Linked DNA regions of Triticum aestivum: region 1 is linked to region 2. A link is a contact called in public Hi-C data. All regions are on one chromosome and are shown on one strand. The core of a region is the stretch at or near the end of the contact, and the rest is flanking DNA. Distances in the headings are between cores, read along the strand shown.

Region 1 (6,870 bases), core at 3,279-5,778, 440 kb after region 2:
ATGTACTTTTGCTTATAATTGAATGCATGCTAATTTGAATACTACTTTATTTTATGATTTGGTTTTGCTTATTTTATGATTTGGTTTTGCTTATTGAATGCTCATATTGGAAAAGTTCTCCTTCATTCCCGTGTGCTAGACAATTTGATGTAATAATGCACTCGGAAATGAAAGGAGGAGCTACGTACCATCATCGACGGTCAACCCATGATTAATAATAATGATCTAATTTAGGTTTTTTAGTACATATATTTAATTGTACAAGTTTAATATTTGAATTATGAACATAGGCCGGAAATGTCGTACTCGGACGACGAAAACCGCCCGGGGGAGTGCGACTGGTGCCACGACGACCGAGGTATGTGCGACAGGTTCATTGAGCTGGACGAAGATCGTCGCTTCAGCATTAAGCTCGAGGAGACCTTCGATGTTCATACGGTACACAATGACAACAATAGTTTTTTCGTAATTAAGCACGACTTCCACTATTTTAACGTGTATTTTCATCTTTTCCAATTCGACTAGCTTATCTCATGCTATGCAAGACGCTATGTCTTGAAGAGGATGGGTTTTGAAGACCATGAAAGTATGGAAACCAAAAAAATTCTCCTAAGGACCCATCATGGTGTAGATTTTAAAGTAAAGTTGTACAATGTTGAGAGTGTAACCCATTTTGGTTGCAAAAATTGAGAAGCACTTTGCAAGATGTATGGTTTTGATGAGGGTATGCTTGTCACCATGTATCTTGGTGATCCTATAATCGAGCAAGACAATATAGAGATTTGGGTCCTTGTGGATACACCTCCAATTCTTCCCCCATGTGAGCTTAACATAGTTATTAAGTAATTTATATTGTTTATTTCAAAATAGTTGACAGCTTATTTCCATTGACAGCTTATTTTCATTCTTCAAAGAATGTGCGGAAGATGGTAGACAAAACCCACTACACCGATGGCTCCGAATTAACTTATAAGGAGAAAAATCATCTGATCGCATTTTGTACTGATCTTGAGAATTACAATGTCTACAATCGAACTCCTCAACATTATGGTCAATACATGCCACTAGTGCATGTGTTGAACTACGATAACTACCATGGAGATACCCTGGTAAGATTTTTTACTATTACAACATTCGTGCATCTTTTTGCATACTTCTAAAACTAGTACATCATTGCTAACTACGAAGTTATTACTATGTTTTTCAACAGATAATCCCGAATGATTGTGTGCCTCATCTGATGTATACGTACGGTAGCCTTCATGTTTTGAACATACAACTAGGTCGTCCTACGAATCTCAATTGTCCATACCGGGTTTCTAAAAGAAGTGGAGACATGACAATCAAAGAATGGAAAAAAGTATGGACAGTCGTAAGGAGCTTCTTGGAAGCAAAAGGAAGCGGAGCGCAAGAATTGGAGACAGGATGATCTCCATTCTTCATAATGGAGAGTCGAGGTCTATATTGTTTTATGCTATTTTACCTTAAGGGTGTTTAGGTCCTACCTGATACTGATGATCATGTGCTAAGAACAATTATGTAGGGTTGGGTTCGATGACTATGAGGATGATGATCGTATGACTTATTATTAATAACGAGTAGAAGTTGTATGATGATGCATGATTAGTAGGACTTGTTATTATATATGATGATGTATGATGCGAGCATGCATGAGTTATTATATATCAGCGGGTGAAATGAACATAGCAGTAGCGTTGGTAAACCAAGGACGAAGATATAAGAGAGGACATTTCTCTCTATTAGCTAGCTAATAACAACCTAAAAATAACCCCCAAAACCCCTAAACCAGCCACTTTTTTTTTAAAAAAGAAAAACCTCAGCTCCAGCCAGCTGCTGACGCGTGGAAGCTTTTTGGTCCCGGTTTATGTCACCAACCGGGACCAAAGGCCCCCCTGCCTGGGCTGCCCGCAGCGGCCACGTGGATGCCCATCTGTCACGGTTCATGTAAGAACCGGGACTAAAGGGGTGAGGTATTAGTAATGACCTATTAGTCCCGGTTCAAGAACCGGAACTAAATGCACTTAGGAACCGGACAAATGCCCTGTTTTCTACTAGTGCACAACGCAATGTTCGGTAGCCAAGGTTCCCCCATGATCCCTAATTTGTGCACATGTATGCTTTTTTTGTTATTATGTTGTTAACCTCTCAGATTTTAGGAAAAAAATAGATGCATTAGTGTAACTTCAGTAGTTTGAGTCATTTGGCCCCTCTAATCTTTGATTCCTGCCTTCGCCACCGGCTATGTTGCGAGGTGAAGCATGTTGAAACAACCAACATTGAAGAAGCAGAGAGTTTGTTTGGACTTCTGATTCATTTAACTCAAAATAAACATCAGGGATTTGGATGTATTTTTAGTTATGTAAGGAGGTTTTTATAAGGATATACTATGACATACCTGGTTTACAACTTTTGACCTTTTTGCAACAAGAAAAAAAAACGTCTACACACTTGACATGGTGAGAAACATGAACATTTGAGAAAATGTGCTGTGTTCGTTGAGGGAAGGTAGTACAAAATAATCATCAGTATTTACAATATCAAACCAATACCATTACACCGTTGTGTGTAGCCTGTATCAATTGTTAGAGGAGTTTAATGGTGCACGTCTAAAGGTCAATGCCCTAGGGCCTTGAGTGTTGCTTGGAGTCAAGTCTTTGTGTTCACACCTGCATGTGTAGAAGTCAAGAGGCCAACGTGCAGTCGATTGGTTTGTACCACGATGCAATGTTGAGTAGCCAAGGCAGCCCCATGATCCCAAATTTGTGCACATATATGCTTATTTTATTATTATGCTGTTAACCTCTCGGATTTTAGGAAAAAAAATACATGCATTAGTGTAAATTCAGAAGTTTGAGTCATTTGGCCCCTCTAATCTTTTATTCTTGGCTTCGCCACCGGTGATGTTGCGAGGTGAAGCGTGTTGAAACAACAACAGTGAGGAAGCAGAGTGTTTGTTTAGATTTCTGATGCATTTAATTCAAAATAAATCTCAGATGTTTGGATGTATTTTCTATTTATGTAAGTAGGTTTTTATAAGAATACTATGTATTCCCACTATAAAGAAATGTAAAAGCATTTAGATCACTAAAATACTTAGTTTACAACATTTGACCTTTTCGCAACAAGGAAAAACCCGTCTACACACTAGTGCACATTACCCAAGTCAAGAAGTTAATCTTTTATGATTTATTTTTTCGAGAAAACTTTCAATCTATTCATCAACTGTTAAGGTAGTACAAAGAATATACATTCATGTCTATAGACCACCTAGCGACGACTACAAGTACTGAAGCAAGCCGAAGGCGCGTCGCCGTCATCGCCTCTCCCTCGTCCAAGTCGGACAAACATTGTTTTAGTAGACAGCTGTCGTCGTGCTAAGACCCCATAGGACCAGTGCATCAGGACATCAGCCGTCGTCGATAGAAAGAAGCGTAGATCGAAAGGATCCATCCTACAGACACACATATGTAAACGAACAAAGAACGGATCCAGTAAAATCCACCGACCGGATCGGCTACAATGCATCTAGTCTCTCCAGTTTTTGCGGCTTGCTTTCATTTTTAAGCCATGCCCTTTGACCCCTTGCCCACCTTGCACTTCGAATGTGCACCCACGACCACGAACCACTGGCTGGCTTCGTGTTCCCTGGCCATGCACATGGCCACACATGGTAATATTTGGTCCGACAGGGTCGGACAAGTGTTGCCCGTCCTCAGATTCTGTTCTCGCCTCTGCTGTTGTAGTAGTACATGATGTACATCTACGGAACTTGTTCCCAGAGAAAACAGAACTAGCGACAACTTGTCGAGTCCATACCATGAGTCACGTGACGTCACCTCACATCGATCGAGGTGGCAAACCCATCCCCTGTCGATAAGATAATGAACCGATTCCGGTGGTTGGTGGCTCGGCGCGCGCGGCCACGTCTTCCCTGCCGCAAACTCACCATGGCGAGACGCCACGCCGCGCGCCGACCCCACGTGACTGCCACATTTCGCCGCCGGGCCGCGCACATATTCTCCGGCTACATCCGGGCCGCAGCAACCCGACCAGATCGGATCAGCGCATGCCGTGCTTACCTACCCTGTGAGGCCAGCCACGACCCTGTCGTCTGCCGAAGTTGCTTTCGACGGCTTGTTTCTTCCCCCGGACGACGCATCGGAGGACGCACGAGCAAGAGCAAGCTGAGATGGATCCATCGAGGACCCGGCGCTTTGGTAGAGCTGATTCGACGGGCATCGTCTAGTCCGCCAAGGAGCCAGCGCCATTTTCTGGTACGGCATGATTAGCTTTCATCCATTATCACCCTTCAGTCACACGTCGCTCTCACGCGCACCATGTGGATCTCAGTTACCCCAGCCAACAAGCAAAGCTTGGCCTGGCCTTGTGGCTTGTGGGCGGTGTGAGCCGGCCGGCGCGGTAAATATCGGCGGTGCCGTACGTACTGCATGTATCGGCAGCGGCGCGAGGCAGATGGGCGCGACTCCGTAGGCAGGACCAGACATACAATGCTGATATCGGTAGTGACAGGTGACAGCGACATGGCGTACTTCGCCGTTTGCCTTTAAATAAGCCTTGGTCGAAGCGGGGCTAGACCAGAACCAGACTCCAGAGCCCTCATAGAAACGGAGAGGCGTCGCCTTTCTAGCTAAGCTTAGCTACCTCGAGGAAATGGCCGCGGCGGCGGCAATGGTCATGCTGGCGGCTCTGGCGCTCCTCGCGCCGTCGGCGCGGGGGCTCGACCGCGCCGAGTTCCCGCCCGGGTTCCTCTTCGGCGCCGCCACGTCTTCTTACCAGGTTAGCGAGTGGTGGAGCTTGGCCGGCTTCACCCTCGTCGTACTTCTTCTCTCTACCATTCGTTCCCAAGGCCCAGTTGAAAGAGAGCAGCTAATTTAATTACCACAACGCATGAACTATGATCTCTGGTTCCAGATCGAGGGCGCGTACCTGGAGGACGGCAAGGGCCTCAGCAACTGGGATGTCTTCACCCACACGCAGTGTAAAGCGACCATTCCCAAAACCCAATGGTTTTCTTCTTGGTTGTCTTTCTGTGATCCATGTTGCCTTTGTATGATCCATGATGCTTAGCTTATGATAAGGTTGAAGTTAAAGACTTGTTAGCTTCCTGCTCCGCTGAGACATAGAGATAGTGATAGTTCATGAGGCCGTACATAGCAATTCGGCGGTTAATTTACCATGTATGTTAGTACTAATCATGCGGCTTGATTAATTTACTGCTGGCAAATTATCAGCAAGACGGAGACATAAGCCAGCCATGTCCTAGTACTGCTAGACTCCAAAAGTGTTAACCTTGAATGATTCAGGTTTGAGTAGTGAGATCCCTAGGCCGGACATCGGAAAGATACGGAGGCCAGCACCCATTTCACTGTCACCGATGCAGGTGTGGCAAACACAACGCCTTTTCCTCGAGTTTATATTACTTAGAAAGAAACGGCGTCGCCCTGGAGTATTTCCTTTATCTTCCAAGTGGGATTTGAATATTTTACTTATCCAGTAGGCGTGGATTCTTATGAGACAGCGATGCCACACCTGCAGCAACACTGTGCGGATAATAATGCGAGTTTTTTTTTAAAAAAAAGGAGGATTCTACGTCAAGCGATGCACACAACCAAAAAAATAATACGAGTGGCCACAAATTTTTTGCGCTTTTATCCGTGTTCTATATGGCAATTGCTGTCGTGCCGATCAACTAACACCACAACAATTGTCCTGCATATGTATATTCTGAAAGAAGATCAGCTAGCGCATGTGATCCTCTATTTTAAAAGCTTCTTTGCTCTCAAAATGTTTTTGTTTGCTACAGCTAGGGAAATCAATGATGGACGGAACGGCGACGTGGCGGACGACCACTACCACCGTTACATGGTATAGAGTTGATTAGCCCAACATACAATCACAAGTAGTACTTGTCATGTGACTATGGGAGGCGTGATTACGCATCCCTTAATTTACTGTGCTTGCCCATGTAACCCTTGACTCTACCTTGTTGTTGAGCAGGAAGACGTGGAGATCATGCATGATCTGGGTGTCAACTCCTACAGGTTCTCGATCTCATGGGCGAGAGTCCTACCAAGTATGCATGCATGCCAACACGAATCAATACACAAAATTAGCATTAACAAATTTTTGTTTATAGCTAAATTAACTGTCGTTGAATCATGGTCCTCGTAGGAGGCCGGCTTGGAGGCGTTAACACGGCTGCAATAGCTTTCTACGACCGCCTGATCGCCGCGCTCCTTCAGAAAGGTACGTAGTCTCACACGCCACGCCACACATCTGATCGAACAGGCAGATTCAACTCTAGCTAATCTTCAACGAAGAGCAATCCTAAAACGCACGCGGTAATTAAATGCAAAAAATGTCAAGCAGGGATAGAGCCGTTCGTGACGCTGCATCACTTCGATCTGCCGCACGAGCTGGAGACCCGGCACGGCGGTTGGCTGGGCGCCGGAATCAGGTACGTGCATGCATGCGACTCCTACTGGTTGCGCATGCTCTGAGTAGGAGTATTAGCCACGTTCCCGGTCTTTCCGTGGTCTTTCCGTCTACTGCGTTCTGGCGCACATGCATGCTCTAATTAACTTTTCTTCCTTCACAGGGAGGAGTTTGATTACTACGCGGACGTGTGCTTCAAGGCGTTCGGCGATCGGGTCAAGTTCTGGACCACGCTCAACGAGCCCAACCTCTTCACCAAGTTCGCCTACATGCTGGGCATGTACCCGCCCAAGCACTGCTCCCCGCCGTACGGGAACTGCAACAGCGGCAACTCTCACCGGGAGCCCTACCTCGCCGCCCATAACATGATCCTGTCCCACGCCGCCGCCGTCG
Region 2 (6,856 bases), core at 4,267-6,766:
AGCTTGATTGAGATGCAGATTTTGGGTAATGATGCTTCATGGGAACTCTTCTTGAGCAAGCTGAGCACGGAAACTAGTGCAGCAGTTGAACCGCTTGGTTCCCAGAGTGCTACTAGAGAGCACGCTATGAAAATAGCCCAAAGTTGTGGAGGCCTACCACTTGCACTCAATGTCATTGGGACTGCTGTGGCAGGCTTGGAAGAGGGAGAGTGGCAATCAGCTGCGGATGCAATTGCTACCAATATGGACAATATTGATGGCGTGGATGAAATGTTTGGTCGGTTAAAGTACAGCTTCGACAGGCTCACACCCACTCAACAACAGTGTTTCCTATACTGCACACTTTTTCCAGAATATGGATCTATTAGTAAAGAGCAACTTATTGGTTACTGGTTAGCTGAAGGTTTGCTATTAAATGATTCTGAAAAGGGTTATCAGATAATCCGCAGTCTTGTTTCAGCTTGCTTGTTGCAGGTCAGTGGCTCAATGTCTTCAAAGGTAAAAATGCACCATGTAATTAGGCAACTGGGGCTATGGTTGGTCAACAAGTCAGATACAAAGTTTCTTGTTCAACCAGGGATGGCCTTGGATAATGCTCCATCAGCTGGAGAATGGAATGAAGCTACAAGGATCTCCATCATGTCTAATAACATCACCGAGCTTTCTTTCTCACCAAAGTGCAAAAATGTCACCACTCTGTTGATGCAGAACAACCCAAATTTGAACAAGATGAGCTATGGATTTTTCAGAACTATGTCATCCTTGAAAGTTCTGGATCTTTCTCATACTGCAATAACATCACTTCCAGAATGTGATGCATTGGTTGCATTGGAGCATCTGAATTTGTCTCACACACACATTATGAGATTACCTGAGCGCCTATGGTTACTGAAAGAGTTGAGGCATTTGGATCTGAGTGTGACTGTTGCACTTGAAGATACCATGAACAACTGCTCAAAGTTGCACAAGTTGAAAGTGCTCAATCTCTTCCGCAGCCACTACGGTATCCGTGATGTTGACAACCTGAATCTGGATTCTCTGAAGGAACTACTGTTCCTTGGAATCACTATTTATGCAGAGGATGTGCTAAAGAAATTGAACATGCCTCGTCCTTTGGCAAAGTCAACACATCGCTTAAACTTGAAGTATTGTGCAGATATGCAATCAATCAAAATCTCTGACCTCAGCCACATGGAGCACCTTGAGGAGCTGTATGTTGAATCATGCTATGACCTGAACACAGTGGTTGCTGATGCTGAGCTTACAACTTCACAGTTGCAGTTCCTGACCCTGTCAGTTCTTCCCTCGTTGGAAAGTGTCCTTATTGCACCAATGTCCCATAATTTTCAGTACATCCGCAAATTGATCATTTCACACTGCCCCAAGTTGTCGAACATCACATGGGTCCGAAGGCTTCAGCTTCTTGAGAGGCTTGTCATATCTCATTGTGATGGGGTGCTCGAAATTGTTGAAGATGAGGAGCAGTATGGAGAACAAATGAAAATGCAGGATCATGCTTCAGATGAACAAGAAGATCATGCTATGGTAGAAACTTCACGGAATGACACAGGGCAGAGTGACTTTCCAAAGTTGAGATTGATCGTATTGACGGGACTTAAGAAGCTGAGAAGTATTTGTAAACCAAGAGAATTCCCATGCCTTGAGACCCTTCGGGTGGAGGATTGCCCAAATCTGAGAAGCATCCCGCTAAGCTGCACGCATAACTATGGGAAACTGAAGCAGATATGTGGTTCAGTTGAATGGTGGGAGAAACTGCAGTGGGAAAATAGGGAGGAGGTGGCATGTCTGGACAGCAAGTACTTCATTCCAATCTGACAGAAACCCAATTTCAATGGCTTTTGTATGGCATGCAGGTGGCTTAGTTTTGTCTTCAGTCTTCACACAAATAAGAGGTCTCCTCTTAAATTGTTTAAAATTTGTATATGTGACGGCGTAGCTTCTATACATTGTTAGAACTACATTCGTGTATATGGTATACTCTGCAATATGCTGATATTGCATTCATGTAATACGATTTGTTTATTTAAATCACAGTCAATAAGGGTCTGTGACCTTGTGTCTTATCACTTGTGCAATCTCTTCATAAACAAGTTTCAGGGTCATTATTAACCCAGTTACATAGGATCATTACCCTTCTCAAGATTTGAGCCAAACCTTAGACCTGGCATGAACATCAAGCATATGGCATGGGATGCACCACTTTGTTACAATATAGGGATTGACTGATTTGATGAGATCAGGCGAAATGTTTCGCTGGTTGGATTATATTTGAAGTAACAAATGGCTTCAACATTTCTAGTTTACAGAGGTACCTTTTGTAGATTCTTTTTCTCGATAATTTATTTTGTACTTTGCCTATGAGCCCTTCATTGCCCACAGCATTCAGAATCTAAGATGGCATTTTAAGTGCATCCGAAACTGAAAGGGAAAGGCATTTGGATTGGAAAATGATCTTAGTTCCAGTTGCGGGGTAGGCACTACAATGGGCCTCCTATTTCTTATTTGGTAGGGAATTCTCCCTGCCTCTTGTTAGAACAAGGTATTGCCGTTGTCCCAAATTCTGTTCCTTCTCTTCTTTAATGTCAGACGGATTATACATTTTTACCTAGTATAGTCAAACAATGTACTATTTCAAAAAGGAAATTCAAAAGAACATTTGTGAGAAGCAGCCAGCGTTTTTCTTTAGCAGTAATATCTTGGTTAACTCCATCGATATGTTGTATGTTTTATCTCCTGTTACTGGAATTGTCATCAGGAAATCAGCATCTGTTCTCAGTAGCTTTCTCATTGTTGGTCATACTTTGCAGGCATTGTTCATCCTTCTGCCAGCAGCAAAGGAGAAGGAAGGATTACAGGTTTGCCAAGTGCCACATTTCAAAAATTCAATTCGACAAGGTAGAACTACGTTCACTCTCAATCCCTCGTGCTAGCAACTTGCTGACCTGTACAAGCATAGCAGCTAGTATGTTTAATGCATGCTTCCCGTGTAAACTGCAGTCCACCATAGTCCACCATAGTCTTGCAGAAGATCACATACTCACTGACAGATATAAATACGTTTTCCTGTAAATATTATGAATGGTGAAAATATTTGAATGCATGCCAATTTTACAAGCTTGATTGACAAAGCAACCGCTTCCTTCGTTATTTTCCCCATCTTCTATTGTACATAGTAAGTAGGAGTATTACCTAGCCTCTATGCATCTGTTTTCTGTGGTGTAGGATGACAATGTGATTATATATTTCAAAAATACCGCAACAAAAGTGGAATAGTTAGTTAACATCTATATAAGCTGCTATAGATGTTCAACTAAGGCTGAATGTTGCTCATAAGTCCTTTGCTTTAACTGTGCACTGTTTTAATCCCTTGACAAACATCACATATAGTGTAGCCAAGGCCTTCACAGTATGGGCACTTTGTGTCTTCGCCAACCCACTCCAAGAACTGCATTTTTTAAAAGTTAACGATTATATGCATGTTAGAGAAGAAAAAAACAAGGTTCAATTAATAACATGGTGCGCTTCTGCAACCAGAACTCCAGCGTACCTGTGGTTCAATGTTGGGCTCACCTGTTCCATCACATTCTGCAGGAATGAAGAAGGATCACATCAATAGTCACAACATCGCAGAAGATTAACAGTAATAGCACATAACTCAAGCCAATGGCAGTGGCTTATGGTACACCGGAGGCTGGGATTTCCTAGATACCAGTGTAGAGGATAAGCAGCAGTGACTTCAGTTACCTAGGCACAGGAGGCGGCCTTCGCCTCGGCAGGTGATGCACTGCTTTGTCGACGCGGCAGTAGAACCGCTGATCGGCTTATCCTTCTTGGTTAGCCTGGATGGATCTTCCCACCGGTTCTCGCCGAGAAGGTACACTCTGTGTTTGTTGTAGTCAATTTTTTCCACCACAGGTTGCTGAACCTCTGCGGTTTCTGTTATAGGAGGAACAAGTGCTCCGTTTACGCCTTCCTGCAAGTAAAACAGAAGTATAATCTCAGATTTGTGCATCAGGATGTCACTGCGACGCCATGGCCACATCACTGAAATACTGACTGTGGCTTGGAGTTGGAGTTTCTAAGCTTGCCTTTTTGAGATCGTCCTCGGTCCGTCCTGTGAATAGCATCTCGAGTAGCTCCGATGTCATCAGCCCATCCTCTGTAGTACCTATCGATGCCTGCAAACAGGAAGCGCAATGTAGTTATACGTAAGTACATGTTTATACTGGTTTAGCAGTTAGCACAGCCGTATCGGCGAATGTATGATGCGGCGGGCATTATACTGACCTGCCATGTCTTGACGGCTCGTTCGGTGCCGGTTGAGAAGCTGGAGAACTCCGTGTCCTCTTCGCCCGAGTAGAAACCGAGCTTTTCCAAGGCTTCCTGCATGATGTACGGTACGATTGGATTTATACACCAGTCATTGTAACAGCTATATCTTTGGAGTTTGGAGTGCACTGACATGCTAACGGCTTAACTAGAAAGTTCAGGCCCACAAAATACAAATCGCCACTGATTCGCGCCGTAAGTGCATTAATTAATTCATGGCCACGTTCTTGACAGTGTAGTGTAGAGCAACAGCAGATTGCAGAACTTGCAGTGAGTATATCTAGCTTTTTTTTTTTTTTTTTTTTGAACACCATGAGTATATCTAGCTAGAAAGAAACAGAGCATCTCTGTAGTGTCTCGAACCGCTGTCATGTTCGGCCCAAGCCCAACAACAGGTCATGCATGGCGAATCCTAGCCAAAACGAGAGGTGCGCGACCGCGGCTACGCTCACCTGCATCGCCCGCACTTCCTCTCCTTCGCTCCCTACCCTCAGCGCCCGCTTCTTGCCGCTGCCGGCCCCAGCCTTCGGTTTCGGCTTCGCCTTGGCCTTCTCCTCGACCACCACCACCTCCTTCCTCACCTCGACCTCCTCCACCGGCTCCGGCACGGGCGGCGGAGGTGGCGCCACGCGTGCCGCAGGCGCGGGCGGAGGCGGAGGCGGAGCAACGCGCGCAACCGGTGCGGGGGGAGGCGGAGGCGGAGCGACGCGCGCAGCCGCCGGTGCGGGAGGAGGCACGGGCGCGGCAGCAGGCTCGAGCGCGCGGAGGCGCAGACGGAGCGCCGTGATCTCGGAGAGGAGGGCCTCGCGCTCGGCACGCCAGCGCGACTCCTCGCGGAGCCACCGCTGCTCCTCCCGCAGCCAGCGCTGCTCCTCGCGGAGCCACCGCGTTTCCTCGCGCTCCTCCCACGAGGAGGAGGAGGAGGAGGCGGCCGACCGGACGAGGTGGAGGACGGCGCGGCGCGGGCAGGGCCTGAGGCGCGGGCGGTGGAAGGAGGACACGGACGGGAAGGCGGCGGTGGTGATGATCATGGCGTGGAGCTCGGCGAGGAGATTGGCAGTGGCCTCTGGCCAGTGGCCAGTGGATATCTCTCGGCTTCAGCCGTTGATATTTCGGACGGGGCGGTACGGTTGGCGCCGGCGGCCCGATTTGTGAGCATTTGCCCAATGGCCTGTAATAAGAAGACTGGGCCTACACGGTAGCTGAAGCAGGCCCATGAGCCGGAGGCTATGAGCAAAGCACCCCTTTTTCTTGTTTGCCTCAAAAAATAAAACTTGTTTTTCTTTTTTTAGAACACTTGTTTTTCTTCTTCTTTCTGTTTACTCTTTGGCTAGCAAAGGCCCATGTCATGCAACCAGTGGCGGAGCGTAGTGGGGACAATTTCGGCCCTCCCCCCATAAGTGGAAATTTTGCCAAATATGCTTATTTTTCTGCTAATCACTCTACTAATCCTACGCTCCGCCACTGCTTGCAATAGATATAAAATAGATTAATACATATTTCACAAACTTGAAAATGCACCATTTACTAGTAATGTGTCCGTACGTTGCAACGGATCCAAAGCAGAATAGTATTTGTTCACAAACAAAGGGTTTTCTGCAAATTGGAGCAGAGAAGTGGGTTATTGTTAAAAAATGCCACAACTTACCTCATAACCGTTAGATGCAGATCTAATGGTCAGAAATGACGGATGCCAGACGCACTATCATCGCCAACTAAATTATTTATAGAAGTAGAGATAGTATTTATCTTTAAAATATGATAGCTTTGACCCAATAGACGAATGGCTGTGGTCTTTATGCAAAAATATCGTAGCCTGTTACCTCACTTGCATATGCAGACCAGACGATCAAAAATATCGGATGATAGACACGCTATCATCACTAGTTGAGTTTCGAGTAGAGATGTGTTAGCTACACACTCTGTCTACATTTACGTATCTTGTTTCTCTTTCTCTCCCTCAGTCCCTCTACATCTGTCCATTTTCTTTCACTTATCTTCTCCCCCAACCGGGTCCGGGTATCCCCATTTCCATTACTTGCTCAAAGGAAATAACAGTATTTTCAATTAGTTACAATCACACCAACACACCAGCAGCGAAGGAGAAGAAAGGAAAGAGAGAGCGAGTTGGAGCATTATACCGAAAAAGGCTTTCGCCCCGCTTTATAAATAAAGCAAACCGCTAGAGAGCACACATACAGAGTCAAGTCCACACACACGCACATATCCAGGTCTCACAAACAAGTACATAGGTTCTGCTGAGGGCACAGCTCAACAAGCCCAGAAAAGAAAAAACAAACAGAACACGCCGGACGAAGAAATCGCCTAGTCTGGCTCCGGTGGTGGCGGCGGGGGCGGCGACGACAGGCGGACGGCCATCGATCGGAGGTCGACAATGAAGGCGGAGATGGCGTCGCGGCCCCGGGGGTGGCTAAGCGGCCGCCAAAGCTGCAAGAAATCCGAGAGTTTGAAAAAAGCGTCAGTAGACCGGCGAAGAGGCGTGTGC

What was found. Hi-C and Micro-C count contacts between places; a contact is called where the count stands out from the background.
Region 1: a contact with region 2 is called in a Hi-C map of leaf, with 4 times the contacts expected there. The contact joins the promoter of LOC123046130 here to the promoter of LOC123046128 in region 2. A contact is called at or near these places in 5 of 5 Hi-C or Micro-C datasets (leaf, root and an unstated tissue) and 1 of 1 datasets of contacts at active chromatin or transcription factors (leaf).

Annotation. Positions count from the first base shown.
Region 1 is chr2B:577,940,029-577,946,898 of IWGSC CS RefSeq v2.1, forward strand. It overlaps LOC123046130 (beta-glucosidase 16), which reads left to right and starts at 4,529. Exons shown (of 12, transcript XM_044469416.1): 1 at 4,529-4,818; 2 at 4,954-5,020; 3 at 5,846-5,907; 4 at 6,040-6,115; 5 at 6,214-6,288; 6 at 6,412-6,499; 7 at 6,641-6,870. The coding sequence starts at 4,693.
Region 2 is chr2B:577,496,712-577,503,567 of IWGSC CS RefSeq v2.1, forward strand. It overlaps LOC123046128 (protein disulfide isomerase pTAC5, chloroplastic), which reads right to left and starts at 5,517. Exons shown (of 7, transcript XR_006421962.1): 1 at 4,803-5,517; 2 at 4,309-4,404; 3 at 4,110-4,199; 4 at 3,766-3,994; 5 at 3,569-3,606; 6 at 2,964-3,466; 7 at 2,573-2,843. It overlaps LOC123046127 (disease resistance protein RPS2), which reads left to right. Exons shown (of 6, transcript XM_044469413.1): 6 at 1-2,084. The coding sequence ends at 1,836.